2 separate regions of the Hordeum vulgare genome follow, and region 2 is linked to region 1. The links are chromatin contacts, called in public Hi-C maps. All regions are on one chromosome and are shown on one strand. Each heading gives the region's core, a stretch centred on a gene start, on an enhancer-like site or on the middle of the called end of the contact. The rest is flanking DNA. Distances are from core to core; before and after follow the strand shown.

Region 1 (7,477 bases), core at 2,364-4,863:
CGCTGACGTCGAAGCGGAGGGAGAGGGTCACGTCGCCGGTGGAGACGTGTGCGGCGGCGTACCGGCGGTGGCGGAGAAGACGTCGCGTGGTGGACTCGCGGCGGTGGAGACGAGACGGTGGGGGGAGTCCTATCGGCGGTGAAGGCGACGCGTGCTGGACTCGCGGCGTCGGCGGAGACGTGCGGGTGGTGGAGCCACGTCGGCGCCGGAGACGGCGGTAAATACATCGCGTGGTGGAGTCGCGGCGGCGGAGGCGGGCGTGATGAAGATAGGTCTTTTCTTCTTTTTTCCAACCAAACCGTCGACGCGTGGGCTGATGTGGCGTACGTACGACGGACGGGCGGGCGTACGACGGGCGGGCGGATGGGGCGACGGATAATGTACAGAACGTGTAATGACCATACTGCCCTTATACGTTTAGTGGGGGTTGTACCGAAGTGCTTCTCTATTTATATTTAGTGCATAAAGAGTAAAATTAATTTTACAATTTTGGAGGGGGTGGCATGTCACCCATGACATCCCCACTAGATTCGCCCATGACAGCAGGCTTCACGAGGCATGCCCCAAAATTAAGGGTGTGTTTGGTTACTCTCATCAAGTGGAATGTAACGGGTCCATTCCGTTCCGAGGGGTCGTTCTCGTGTTTAGTTGGGTAGAGGAACCGGAACCAACTCATTCTCCGGAACGGCATATTCCTCCAAGACCCCGAATGCGCTGGTACCTCCAAATCGGAGGAACCACGCGGAACCGTCTTCGGCGCTGCCCTCTCCCTCTCCCTATCCAGCACCGCCCTCTCCCTCTCCGGCGGCGCCCTCTCCCTCTCCGTCTGCGGCGGCTCGAGGAGCAGGTGTGCGGCGGCCCGATCAGGTGCGGCGGTGCCGGCCCGAGCAGGTGCGGCGGCGGCTCGAGGAGCAGGTGTGGCGGCGGCGGCCCGAGCAGGTGCGCCGCCCTCTCCCTCTCCGGCGGCGCCCTCTCCCTCTCCCGAGCAGGTGCACCGCCCCCTCCCTCTCCGGCGGCGGCTCGAGGAGCAGGTGCGGCGGTGGCGGCCCGAGCAGGTGCGGCGATGGCGGCCCGAGTAGGTGCGACGGCGGCTCGAGGAGCATGTGTGGCGGCGGCGGCGGCGGACCCGTTCCATTTATTATTTCAACCAAACATAGAAACGTAATCTTGTGGAATGGAATGTCATGGAATCATTCCATTACGTTCCACCTCATTCTTCAACCAAACACACCCTAACCGAACCAGGAAAGGCGTCACCATTCACTCTTCGTCACGCAAACAACAACATTGGAGTAGTACTACATTCAAACACTACATTTCAAATCCAAAACTCATCATCGATACACTAGTCTTGCAGATCCTTGCTACAAGATCCTGCAGAATAGATTACATGCTTACTGCAACAGCACAAGAAGAAGGAAACGAATGAAAATTATAGGGCCTTCAGTGGTTCACAAAACAAGAACCCTAGTCAAGCATAGTTAGTATGTCGTCGTCGCAGGACCGCTGTTGTTTTTCCACCTTGTCCACACGAGGACTTCGAGGGTGATGATAGTGATCAGAAGGATGGCCAGGTTGAAACCATAGCCGATCTTCCACGAGTTACCAGCGCCTCCAACTTTGATTCCCACCACAATGTTAACTGCCGCAAAGAAGAGAACAAGCCTGCCTACCCAATGGTGATACCAGTTCCAGTATTTCCGGTACTTCGAGTCTTTGTTGGGCCGTAGGAAGAATGCAAGAACCTGCAAGGTTACACATACATTCAGTCCATTTAGAACAGTTTTATGAACCTTTTTTTGCGGGATTTTTGTTCTTCGTTGTATAACTAATGATGGCTGGTGGCATGGTTGTTACAAGAAGGGAAGCAGATATCACATACCTGGAGGATACCTAGCACAAGCACAAATATGCCAAGGCCTCTATGTGCCGGAACATCTGCTTGGATCTTTCCGTAGAGTGATACTCCAGCGACAACGCCGGCCAGGCCGAGGATGAAGCCGACGAACTGGATACCACCATGAAGGTAGAACCACAGAGGGTCCCATCCCCTGCAGTACCGAGCGATAATGGCCCCGATGGGCAGGAGGACACCCCAAGCGAACAGGTTGAGCGCCCCATGAGTCCTCTTTAGGCCATTCGGGAAGGAGGAACCTGAAGAGCTGCCTGCAAACAAAGTGCCAAATTGTTTCATCATCTTAGGAATGGCTCATCCTGCAAACTACTACTCCACTAAAGTGACCGAATAAGTTTCGATGGCTTGGTGACTGAGTCATCACATCGCTAATGTTTAAGCTGCCTTGCTCAGTTGATTTGTCAAAGATATGGTATCTCATTCGATCAGGACATATCAGATCACACTGAACTGTCACAGGCATTTTTTTTACATTTAGCTAGAATTTGTCAGGTGCTCGACAATAAAAACTTCCATAACTAATTAACATTTACTGAAGCAACAGTTCCAAACGTACTTATAATGAGCTATCACGTTTGTGCATTGATGGAGTATTTATATTTCCGTTGGGTAAGGTAAGTTTGCATTAGATGCTTAGCAGACGCGAAGGAAGGAACCCAACTCACCTGTGGTGAAATCAAAGGTGATGGACGTCTTGCCCTGGTGCTCGGCAAGACGGTCGTTGACAGGGATGGCAGAGCCGAAGGCGAAGAGCACCTGCTGCTGCTTGAGCTGCGAGTCGAACTTGAGCTGGAAGGCGAGGTAGATCTTGGCCTGCTTGACGAGGACGGTGTGGTCGCGGTTGTTGGAGACGAGGAATCCCCTGTCGGCGACGACCATGGAGGGCGCCTTGCCGTTGAGGGCGAACTGCTTGACGTGGGGCTGCCCCGTCTTGCCGACCCACCCAACCATGGCGCTCGAGCCCACCATGAGGCCGTCCTTGGAGAAGGCCATCCCCACCCACCCGGAGCTGTACATCGCCGAGAGCACCACCCGCAGCACGTTGTCCCCGCCCTGCGCGTACTGGTGGACGAGGAGACAGCAGGATCGGTTCGGTCAGACAGAGGTACTGTAATCAAGAACGCTCCCGGTCCCCCAAGATCACCCCGGATCTACAGCCTAGTGTCTAGCTCGCGGCGGCGCTTACCCGGAGCACGAAGTTGTTCCAGACGGGGCTGCAGGCCAGCCCGGAGTAGTTGCCGACGAGCTCGGGCGGCAGCGCGTCGTCGCAGCTGCCGGTCTGCGCCGTCACCCCCGGCGCGAAGACGACCGACAAGGCGGCGAGCGCGACGACGAGCATCGCGGCGCCGACGCCGGACGCGCGCGCCATTGCTGCTAGCCGGTCCACCGACGCCGTGAAAGGCCTCGATCTGTATTACTCTAGACCTTTCACGGCAAGCTGAATTACTAGCTGGAAAGCCAAGCAAGTGCTGATTCTTTTTTGTCGACTCCCACTTTGATGGCTCTAGTGGTGGTGGGTGGCGACTGCGGCTGCAGCTGGACGGATGCAGCTTGTGATCGTATGCTTAAGATATTCCTTGCTGGTGAGCTGGGCCTTGCAGGCAGAGGCAGGGAGCTTTTTGTCTTGTGACGAGCACTGTCACTGGATCTACAACCAAACCGCAACACGAGGGTGGCAAAAATGCCATCCCCATGTGTGCGCATGCGCCGCTTCTTTGCCTCTTTCCTTTTTTTAAATAAACAGGCGGCCTCGATCCATTCCCCCCACGCGGTTCACGAAAGCGAGCGCAACACCTATTGGATCGGGCATCACGGTAAGAGATTTTCTCCTATGAGCGTTTGCGGTAGCCATTAATCTGTTTTTCGTGCTTTGTCTTGCAAATAAATGGACACTGGCACACAGTGAACACAGAGTCACGGACCTTTGTGGTTTTAGAACATGTACAGTCGGAACTTATAAATCTGAGACCTTAAACGCTCGCGGATCGTTCGGTGAGTGACCGAACACTATCAAATCTAACTCCTATTTCTTGTCTGCACAGTCGCATTTTTCATATTCTTTCTCATATGTTTGACCATTTACACGTGACCGGTAAAAAAAATGATTCGGAGTGTGATGGTGTCTTATGTGACAGACTGACCTGGCGTGTCCGGACGCATCCGCAAATCTTCGTATCGTCCTCATATTTAAGATAAATATGAAAGGTGTCGGTCAGTCCGGGCATTTGAGATGGACATGAAGGGTTTGGTTGGGTTGCGTTTTTGTGACCAGTCACTGATCATACAACGTATCCAAGTCTTTTGAGACGGATATAAGGGATCCAATTATAGATGCTTGTCCTTAGCTTATACTTAAAAAAACTTCATATACATGCAAGCACGTTCTGATCCCAGCTGTCCACGCGCTAAAACGCGTCGCTAAGCAAGTAAATTAGAAGAAAAGACAAGCAAACATACTGATGATTTTCTTGAGCCTTTCTGTAGAACACGAGGACGGAGCTTTGGACAAACATGTATGTTAATCTCCAGGCCGGTACTGTACACCGTCCAACAAACACTGGTTGAATCTAACAAGGGCATGTCGTTGAGCAGCATCAACTGTGTGTGTTAAATAATAGAGTAATATATATACACTTCGTAAGGTTAGAGTGCGATTGATGCCTTCTCTCTCGGTGTGAGCTAATGTGCGTTGATTAACAAAAGTATCACCGGCAAATGTCCATGTTGCCTGGAGAGCATTAAGAGATGCAGGGATCTCGAAATCCAAGCTAAGAGCATCTACATGCCCTTTCAAGGCCCTTTTATCGTCGGCGCTGAAAAAACGACATAGTCGTGTTCTAGAACATCGAATTCCGCCGGTTCAGTTCATTTTTTACTAGGCGATCCGAGACGAAGTCAAACGCACTTGGTGCCACTTTGGGGCTCCGGTGAAAGGAAAACTGGAGCGTGGGTCACCATTCTCAAGCGAGAAACGCATTTTTTCGTCCAGATTCGGCCCACCAGCAACATGACGATACTTCCCCTTTCGCCGCCATGTTGATCCCGGCGCCACCCACCTACCCACAGTCGCTCCTCCGTCGATAGAAAGGCCATTCCCCCGTTGGAAAGAGAGGGTTTTGCCGCGAGAGCCTCCATCCCGCTCTTGGGCGAGCTCTCGAGAACTTCGACCACGAAGTCGGAGATACCATATTTCACGCACGGTCCTCCTCCAGCTATTGACCACCACGTACCGGCAGCATGGCTTGTCTTCCTAAATATGTGTGTGTGAAAATAACTGGGGTAGAAACGTATGCATTATGCAGGGACGTGTGCGTGTTTATATAGGGCATAAGCCAACCAAATACACAAGATTTACAAGGTGGTTAGGATTGATCTTTATCTTTACGAAGGATATATCTACAAGATCAATCCTAACTTAAACAAACACGCACGCCTAATATTACAATGTCTAACACTCCCCTTCAATCACAACTTATCTAAGTTGAGATTGTGACGAAAAATATCTAACTGTCGAGCGGTAAGCGGTTTAGTGAAACCATCCGCCACTTGATCTCCTGTTGGAATGAACCGAATATGCAACAACTTCTGAGCAACCCGTTCACGAACAAAATGATAGTCAATCTCAATATGCTTGGTACGAGCATGAAAAATGGGAATGGCAGATAGGTAGGTTGCACCCAAGTTATCACACCAGAGAGAGGCAGCAGTAGGATGAGCAATCCCCAACTCGGTCAATAGATTTTGTACCCAAATGATTTCAGCTGTGGCATTGGCAAGTGCCTTATATTCAGCTTCAGTACTGGAGCGGGAGCGAGACACAGTAGGTTGCTTGCGAGCAGCCCAAGAAACAAGGTTACTAACAACAAATACAGCAAATCCTCTAGTGGACTTTCTATCATCAGGACAGCCAGCCCAATCAGCATCAGAGAAAGCACTTACCAACATGGAGTTAGATTTGCGAATAGAAAGACCATGAGACAAAGTGCCTTGCAAATATCTAAGAATCCTTTTTACAGAAGTCCAATGGACAGTAGTAGGAGCATGCACAAATTATCAAACCTTATTGACTGGAAAGGAAATATCAGGACGAGTTAGTGTGAGATATTGCAATGCCCCAACAACACTGCGGTACTGAGTAGAATCCTCATCCCCAAGGGGTTGACCATCAAACAAAGACAGCTTCTTAGAGGTGGAGAGAGGGGTGCTAACAGGCTTGCATCCTGGCATAGCCACTCGTTGCAGTAATTCAAGTAAATACTTACTTTGAGATAACAGGATACCACCATCAACAGGAGTTACCTCAATACCAAGGAAATAGTGAAGGAAGCCAAGATCCTTGAGAGCAAAATCTATGTGTAAGTCAGCAAGGAGAGCTTCAACTGCCTGAGGGTGCGAGCTGGTGACAATAATATCATCCACATATATAAGCATAAAAATGATTATACCAGCCCGTGAATATAGAAACAGAGATGTATCACACTTAGAAGGCACAAAACCAAGTGACTGCAGCTTTTGAGAGAGACGTGAGTACGAGGCTCTTGGTGCTTGTTTAAGACCATAAAGAGCTTTATCAAGTTTGCAAACAAGATGAGGTCACTGTGGATCCACATACCCAGGAGGTTTTTTCATGAACACATCCTCTTCCAGAACACCATGTAAAAACGCGTTCTTGATGTCCAACTGTCGCATGCACTATCCTTTAGAGACAGCTATAGACAAAATTAACCTGATAGTGGCAGCTTTGACAACAGGGCTAAAGGTGTCCTCATAATCCAGACCATAACGCTGTTTAAAACCCTTTGCAACCAATCGTGCTTTATAACGATCAATACGGCGATCAGACTTACGTTTAATCTTGTATACCCACTTGTAGTCAATAAGATTTGTACCTTTCTGGTGTGGCACAAGATGCCACGCACGATTTTCCATAAGTGCACGATACTCCTCATCCATGGCCTCCTTCCAACGAGAATGAGCAAGGGCCTCCGACAAATTTTGTGGTTCACCTGTAGCACAAAAGGAGCCCCAACGGATACAACCATCTTTATATTCTTTGGGTTTGAGAGTACCACTGCGTGACCGTGTATGAGGACGATCAGGAGGAGGAGGCGGCGGGGGTGGCTGGAGAGCCTGGCGACGCCGATATGCAGCAGGAGCATCAGACGAGGCCGCCGACACGGACCCAGCAGCATCTACGTCAAGCAGCGAATCAGGAGCCGACACGTGGTCGGGTGACGCTGCGGAACCGTGCGGTTCCAGAATGTGTGGAGAGGATGGCCCACAGCCAGCGGTAGTTGGCGCCGCAGCAGCCGTCGCGGGCGGCTCCAGAATCGGTGAAGGAGACGGCCCACGGGCAGGAGGAGTTGGCGCCGCAGCAGCCGTCGCGGACGTTGCAGCCGAGGGGGGGACCGGCGTGGCAGCCGACCGGGGCAGACCCGAGGAGGATTGCATAGCCGATCGGGATAGCCCTGGGTCCCGCGCCAGGTCCCGCAAGTGGACGATGTCGGCAGACCGACCCGGGCCCGAGGCGGAGCCACCCGAGTCCGCGCATGAGGCCGCGCC
Region 2 (7,477 bases), core at 1,603-4,102, 210 kb after region 1:
AGCCCATAGGCCTTGGGGGTGGCGCACCAGCCCTTGGTGGGCTGGTGGGACAACCCAAGAAGGCCCTATGCGCCATAGATAGAAAATCAAAGAGAAAAGAAAAAAAAGGAGGTGGGAAGGAAGAGAAGGACTCCACCTTCCAATCCTAGTTGGACTAGGATTGGAGAAGGACTCCTCCTCCCCTTGGTGGCGCAGCCCTTGGGGCTCCTTGAGCCTCAAGGTAAGCCTCCCCTCCCCTCCTCCTATATATATGGAGCTATTAGGGCTGATTTGAGACAACTTTTGTCACGGCAGCCCGACCACATACCTCCACGGTTTTTCCTCTAGATCGCGTTTCTGCGGAGCTTGGGCGGAGCCCTGCTGAGATTAGATCACCACCAACCTCCGGAGCGTCGTCACGCTGCCGGAGAACTCATCTACCTCTCCGTCTCTCTTGCTGGATCAAGAAGGCCGAGATCATCGTCGAGCTGTACGTGTGCTGAACGCGGAGGTGCCGTCCGTTCGGCACTAGATCGTGGGACGGATCGTGGGACGGTTCGCGGGGCGGATCGAGGGACGTGAGGACGTTCCACTACATCAACCGCGTTTCTTAACGCTTCTGCTGTGCGATCTACAAGGGTACGTAGATCAGAAATCCCCTCTCGTAGATGGACATCACCATGATAGGACTTCGTGCGCGTAGGAAATTTTTTATTTCCCATGCGACGTTCCCCAACAAAATGCGGGCAACCAAACAGTCGGCCTTAAAGTGTCCTTTGATGCAAGGCAACCAAACAATATGCAAATGTTGGTTTGTTGCATGTTTTTATCAACCTGGCTGGCTCGAGATGTGATCAAAATGCAGGTATTGTTCACTCATAACAACTGAAAGCGCTCTGGAGAAGGCTACCTTTCACTATTACTACCTTTGTATTGATTTATTGATCCTTTTATATTTTGTGTTAAATTTGAATCTTAGATTTAACTAACAAAATATTAATGTGTGTCATAAAAAAATCATTGGAACTATTTTTCAATACGAATTCAACGATAGAATTTAATATGACATGCACTAACATTTTATTAGTTAAAACTATGATCAAAATATACCATAAAATACAAACATGCCTAGTAAATTAGGACGGAGGTAGTATTAGTGCTAGGTGTTAGCACTCCCTTTCTTTTATCTATCACCTCATGCAGGAGCAGCAGCAACGACCACTGGCGGAGCTATGTGTTACGAAAAAGGGATACGACCCACCCAATCCATGGAAAATACAGTGGGGGGTTGACAGCTTACTGGGTTATGAATGCAACTATAGTGGGTTTTCTTACTAGTGGCCCACCCAAATTTAGTGATGTAGCTCCAACACTCGCAGTGACAACAATCGCCTTCTTTTGAAAATTTCCTAAAAATGCACTCCCTTGTTAAACAAAGGCCAACCTTTAGTTTCAAGAAAGAAAAGTAGGATGAAGAAAACTAAGGGCACGTTTGATTCATGACTAATTTGGTCACAATTAATCTTGGGTAAAGTATGTTTGTAAAAAATTAATATGGCTAACAAAATGATCAGCATAAATGTGACAAGATTCGGTAAAAAATTAAGTCTATGACATGTAAACCATATAACTAAAAGGTGCTATGTAGGTACTACGTAGGCCTTGTTTTGTTTGGGTCGGCTGAATAGTGAATACGCTTTACTACCAAGTGCCAATCATAGAACTTGGGAACTAGGAATAGTATACAAACTTGGAAAAAAATATTTCACAAAAAAATAAAAGGTAAACGTTTTCAGCCGGCGCGTCGGTCGAATCGTTCGGCGGTCCCGCGCAGCTGGCTGGTCAGGGCTTGCAACATTTTTTCGTTTAGATTTACTGTAACCACGTTTAAATTTGCTATAACCGTTTTTCATTTTGCTACAATTTGTCCATTAAAGTTACATTTACGTTTGGTTGCAACTTGAGTTGGTTGGATATTTTGCTATAACCGGCGTTTGATTTTTGTTACAACCGTGTTAATTTTTGCTACAACCGATATCAATTTTTGTTGCAACCGTTTATTAAAAAAGTTGCATACACGTTCGTGAGAGTTGCAACCTGAGTTCACCGGATTGTTTTGCTACAAACCACATTTTGTTTTGCTACCACGTATCAACAACGTCGTTTTTTTTTTCCTACGACCACGTTGATATTTTTTCTATAATCATATTGTTGTTGTAACCGTGGACGAAATTTGCTTTGTGGTGGCATAAATTTGCTGCATCAAAGGGTTTTTACTGCATTAGAGACCGATGCGGCCCGTGAATCTAACTATTGAGTTGTGACCGGCGCGCGCTCGGTGCCGAGTAATGCTTAAAATAAAAACAGTACACAGTGACCCTCATGGCCTCGTCACCAGCCAATTATATGAATCGCCGAACGAACTGAGCATTCTACGCACGGCGCATGAGAACCTGGACGCTGTTCATGAATCGAAACGGAACGATGGCGCGCGCGCGCGAGCGAGCATACGAACGCACCTGGACGCTGCAGAAGCGTGGGTGGCGCGCGAGGGTGGCCTCGAGCCCGGCCCGCACGGCGGCCAGGTCGACCCGCGCGCCGAGGCCGAACACGGACACGATGTAGCAGCTGAAGTGCGGCTCCCGGAACAGCCGCCCCGTCGGGCTCACCGGCTCCTCTTCCTCGCCCACCTCGCTCTCGCCGCCCCTCCCCGTCTCCGCGCGCGCCGCGTCTATCGCCGGCGGCCGCTTCCGCAGCGCGCTCCCGCGGCGGCGATCCATCCTTTACGTCGCCGCGCGCGCGTCTCGTCTGTGCTAATCCGCAGGATCGTTTCCGGAGACTGCCCCGTTTTGTAGTTGTGCTGTGCTAGTGGGCAGGCTCGTTTCCGGAGACCGCCCCGTTTTGTAGTTGTGAGTTGTGACGCACGGCGCACGGGACGGTGGTTGTCGCGGCGGGGCAGGTGCGCCAGCGCGCGCGCTTGGACGTGACGCGCGCGCGCGTCGCTGCCGTGGGTTCGATTTTTTGGTTCTTCGGTAAACATTTATGTTGGCTTTGGCGTGAGTTTTTCGGGAAACTTCCGTCTGCGTCTGCGTCTGGTCCGGTGCCGGAACGTGCGAGACTACTGCCGGGGTGTGCTTTGACTGGCTGAGCTGTGATTTCGTTTGTGGTGGCAAAGCCATGGCGACCGAGCACGAGGAGCGCAGGTCTGAACTGGTGCAAAGGTCACCCGCCGGCTTAGCGACGTGGAGCTCTGCGCAGAGCCTGATGGGAAGCTCCACAGTCCACACGCGACCGGCTTTGATGGTTATACTTCCTTGAAGTGATGTGATGCACTTGATCGGCGGTGTTGTATACGTTTCTCCTTCCTGCATGACCGGGGGATGACGGACCCTCGCCCCCTGTGGAATGTGGTCATCGACACGGGTGCCCGCTCTCGTGACGACTCCTTGCGTGTCAGAACTGCGGCCAAATCTACCAACCACGATCTCCGCAACGTTAAAGTATCGACAACGGGACACCACAAATCCAGGCCTTGTATGTTCACCGACGCAACCTTGGAGAGTACCGGTTATTCTCATGGCCCGACTTTGCAACATGGTCTGCATTTCTTGATCCTCATATCTACAACGTTTGTTCATAAATATAAGATGTTGCGATACTAATTTTTTGGTATAATTTTTTGAAAATCTATTGGACGCTTCGATGGAGAGTTTTGTTTTTTAGTTAGAGCACGGTGGGGGATATCCCATAGCTATGTGCGGAAGATAATAAGATGTTTAACGAAAGTGCCTTTCGGCTCCCGAGCTCATTTGAGCTCGGATGAACAGTAAAATCGAAAAAAAATTGAAAAATGTTCAAACAGTTTTGAAATTTTTTTGAGACCAACTTTTACAAAAGTTTTAAGTGCATGTAAAAATTTGGCATGAACTAACATTTCTACAAGGCGTGAAAAAATAAATAAAATAGACACTCTGAAAATGCGCATTTTCAGAGCATCCATTTTGTTTATTTTGCCACGCCTTGTAGAAATGTTAGTTCATATCAAATTTTTGCATGCATTTAGAACTTTTGTCAAAGTTTGTCCCAAAAGAATTTCAGAATTTTTTGAACATTTTTTGATGTTTTTCCGATTTTACTGTTCATCCGAGCTTAAATGAGCTCGGGAGCAGATACTCCATGTCCGATGTTTAATGCTTTCTTTATAAAAAAGAAGGTTTTTAAGACCATCGCACGCATGAAGAATAATAAGGCTAATGGTTTGGACGTATTTCCATCGGAATTCTATGAAAGATGCTGGGAGTTTATTAAGGGAGACTTCATGTCCATGGGTCATGATCTTTTTGATGGTCAACTTCAGTTGTTCAGACTTAAATTTGAAATTATTACTTTATTGCCTACGAAGGAAGAGGCATTTAGAATTGAGCAATTCAAACCCATTTGACTACTCAATGTTAGTTTTAAGATTTCTATCAAAGTGGGTACGACTCGTGTAACTCAGATTGCATGTTTTATGGTTAGCCATCTCACACTACTTTCATGCCACGAGGACGCATTCTACAGGGAGTTGTTGTGTTAAATGAAACTTTACATGAAATCTATTGAAAGAAACTTGATGGCGTCATTTTCAAAGTGGATTTTGAGAAGGCATACTATAAAGTCAAGTGGTCTTCTCTGCAGCAAGCTCTGCGTATGAAGGGTTCAATTTCAAAATTGATGTATGTACGATGAAAAGTGCATACAATTTCCAGACAAAACGATATCACCCATCCACGAATTCATCCAACGGCAGGTGATGACTATCGTATGTAAATCGTACAAAATATGCCGTACGTGTAGCATGGCTCGTTCAATTTTGCTTGGAGGAAGCAAGTTGAGACCTTTGAATAAGGATGTAGTGTTACTCGATCAAGAAGGCAAGACTAATTGAGTGCTTCACATGCAAGGGACACGAGCACAAATCATTTGAGTGCCCCACAATACGCGCTATGGTGGTCAATCAAGATGAAGGGCACTAGTCCATAAGTGAAGGAGAAATGGAAGGTTTATAACGTGTTACTCGTCATCAACAAGTAAATCAAGAAAAAGATGATCAAGTGTTTTGTGATACAAATACATTCCCGCTCTCGTTGTCTCAAAGATCTTCATCAGTCAACAACAAGATGATGCCAACTGAAAATGCCACCTATTTCACACAAGAGTCAGCATCAATGGAAGATCAATCAAAGTGATCACTGATAATGGTGGTTGTCACAACTTGGCGATACCACCTCAATCCAGGAGCCATCCACAACTCTACAAGGTTCAATGGCTTAATGACACCATGGAAGTATCTTTCAACATTAGCGCCTATCTTGACAAGGTGGAATGTGACATGATGCCCGTGACTATTTGTCGTCATATCTTGGGACGCTCATGGCATTACACTGTGATGTCATCCACAATGGCCCAACAATAGTTATAGCTTCAAAGTTGAAGGACAAGGAATATGTGTTTTGCCCAAATACCTAAGGACCAAGTCATTGCCGACAAGACTAAACCATTGACAAGACGTTTGCATAATCATTATCATCGTCAGTCTAGTGAGAGAGCGAGGCGCCAAAGGAGAGCAAGTGCCAAAGCCCAATATGAGTGTTCCCATGATGGTTGCCAACAAAGAAATGGTCCCCTTATCCACAAAATCAACCTATTGGTGCCCCACTCTGCTTATGTACAAACATGAAGCCATTCTACCTAACACCTCACACGCTCTTCCTAGCTCTATGTTGCATGTTTGCATGAAATCGTGGATCCTTTCCCTTCAAAGACTCCAGGGGATCTTCCTGCGCTATGCAGCAACAAGGACCAACTCGCCTTCATCTTCAACGCACATGACGAGCTACTTGACATTGGGTATGCTCGCGAATGTTTGAGCCCTTTTGCTAGTTCCGTCATACTTCTTCATGTGAACGATGAATGGAGAACTATTTACACACCAAGAATAACTTCTCCAAAGCACCTAGTACTCTCATGCACTTGGTGACCCAATTGTTTAGGAAACTCATTGGCAGATTTGTTACTTTGTACTTTGATGTCATCTTACTATACGACAAACATATCGATGATCATACCAAACATGTTATCCAACTTGAAGTGTTATCAGATCAGCAATTTATGCTAATATTAAGAAATGCACTTTGGGCCTATAACAACTCATTTTCTCACACCTTGTTATTGCTTCTCATGACATTGAGGTAGACGATTATACACTTGACACAATACAACTTGGCCACAACCCACAAAATCTCACAAGTGTGTATTCTTCTTGGGTTGGCCGGTTTTTCTCGGTCACTTTGTCTAGTACTTGATTTCCATTACCTCACAATTGCATGTTTTTCCTCACAAAGTGACATAGCTTCGAGAACTTGAGCCTAATGCCATTGGACTAGATAAAAAGATGTGTTCGTATGCCATGTACCATTTCTTTGCTACCGCTCATGCTAATCACATCGCCAAGAAGGCTCGTGTTGGGTGAATTACTACATGAATGATGACATGATGACCCACAAGTATAAGGGATCAATCATAGTCCTTTCGATAAGTAAGAGTGTCGAACCCAACGAGGAGCAGAAGGCTCTGATAAACAGATTTTAGCAAGGTAATAACTGCAAGCACTAAAAGTAGTGGTAACAAGTGATGGTGTAGCGAGGTGAAACGTAGCAAGTGAAAAGTAACAAGTAACAAGTAGTAGCAACGGTGCAGCAAAGTGGCCCAATCCCTTTTGTAGCAAGGGACAAGCCTGAACAAAGTATTATAGGAGGAAAAACGCTCCCGAGGACACACATGAATTTCTGTCATGCTAGTTTCATCATGTTCACGTGATTCACGTTCGTTACTTTGATAGTTTGATATGTGGGTGGACCGGCGCTTGGGTACTGCCCTTACTTGGACAAGCATCCCACTTATGATTAACCCCTCTGGCAAGCATCCGCAACTATGAAAGAAGAATTAAGACAACGTCTAACCATAGCATTAAACTAGTGGATCCAAATCAGCCCCTTACGAAGCAACGCATAGAGTGGGGTGTAAGCTTCTGTCACTCTAGCAACCCATCATCTACTTACTACTCCCCAATGCCTTCCTCTAGGCCCAAACATGGTGAAGTGTTATGTAGTCGACGTTCACATAACACCACTAAAGGAAAAAAGACAACATACATCATATCAAAATACAGAACGAATACCAAATTCACATGACTATTATCAGCATGACTTATCCCATGTCCTCAGGAACAAAAGTAACTACTCACAAAGCATAATTATAATCATGATTAGAGGTGTAATGAGTAGCATCAAGGATTTGAACATAAACTCTTCCACCAAGTAATCCAACTAGCATCAACTACAAAGAGTAATCAACACTACTAGCAACCTTACAAGTGCCAATCGGAGTCGCGAGACGGAGATTGGTTACAAGAGATGAACTAGGGTTTGGAGAGGAGATGGTGCTGATGAGATGTTGA

The links. A called contact is a pair of places that touch in the nucleus more often than the background predicts.
Region 2: a Hi-C map of leaf shows a contact between it and region 1, with 3 times the contacts expected there. The contact joins the promoter of LOC123444117 here to the promoter of LOC123444116 in region 1. A contact is called at or near these places in 1 of 6 Hi-C or Micro-C datasets (leaf) and 1 of 1 datasets of contacts at active chromatin or transcription factors (embryo).

What each region holds. Positions count from the first base shown.
Region 1 is chr3H:433,914,150-433,921,626 of MorexV3_pseudomolecules_assembly, forward strand. LOC123444116 (cytochrome b561 and DOMON domain-containing protein At3g61750) reads right to left here and starts at 3,614. Exons shown (of 4, transcript XM_045120733.1): 1 at 3,102-3,614; 2 at 2,581-2,977; 3 at 1,883-2,166; 4 at 1,300-1,745. The coding sequence starts at 3,284. The coding sequence ends at 1,482.
Region 2 is chr3H:434,125,040-434,132,516 of MorexV3_pseudomolecules_assembly, forward strand. LOC123444117 (wax ester synthase/diacylglycerol acyltransferase 11-like) reads right to left here and starts at 2,853. Exons shown (of 7, transcript XM_045120734.1): 1 at 2,499-2,853. The coding sequence starts at 2,759.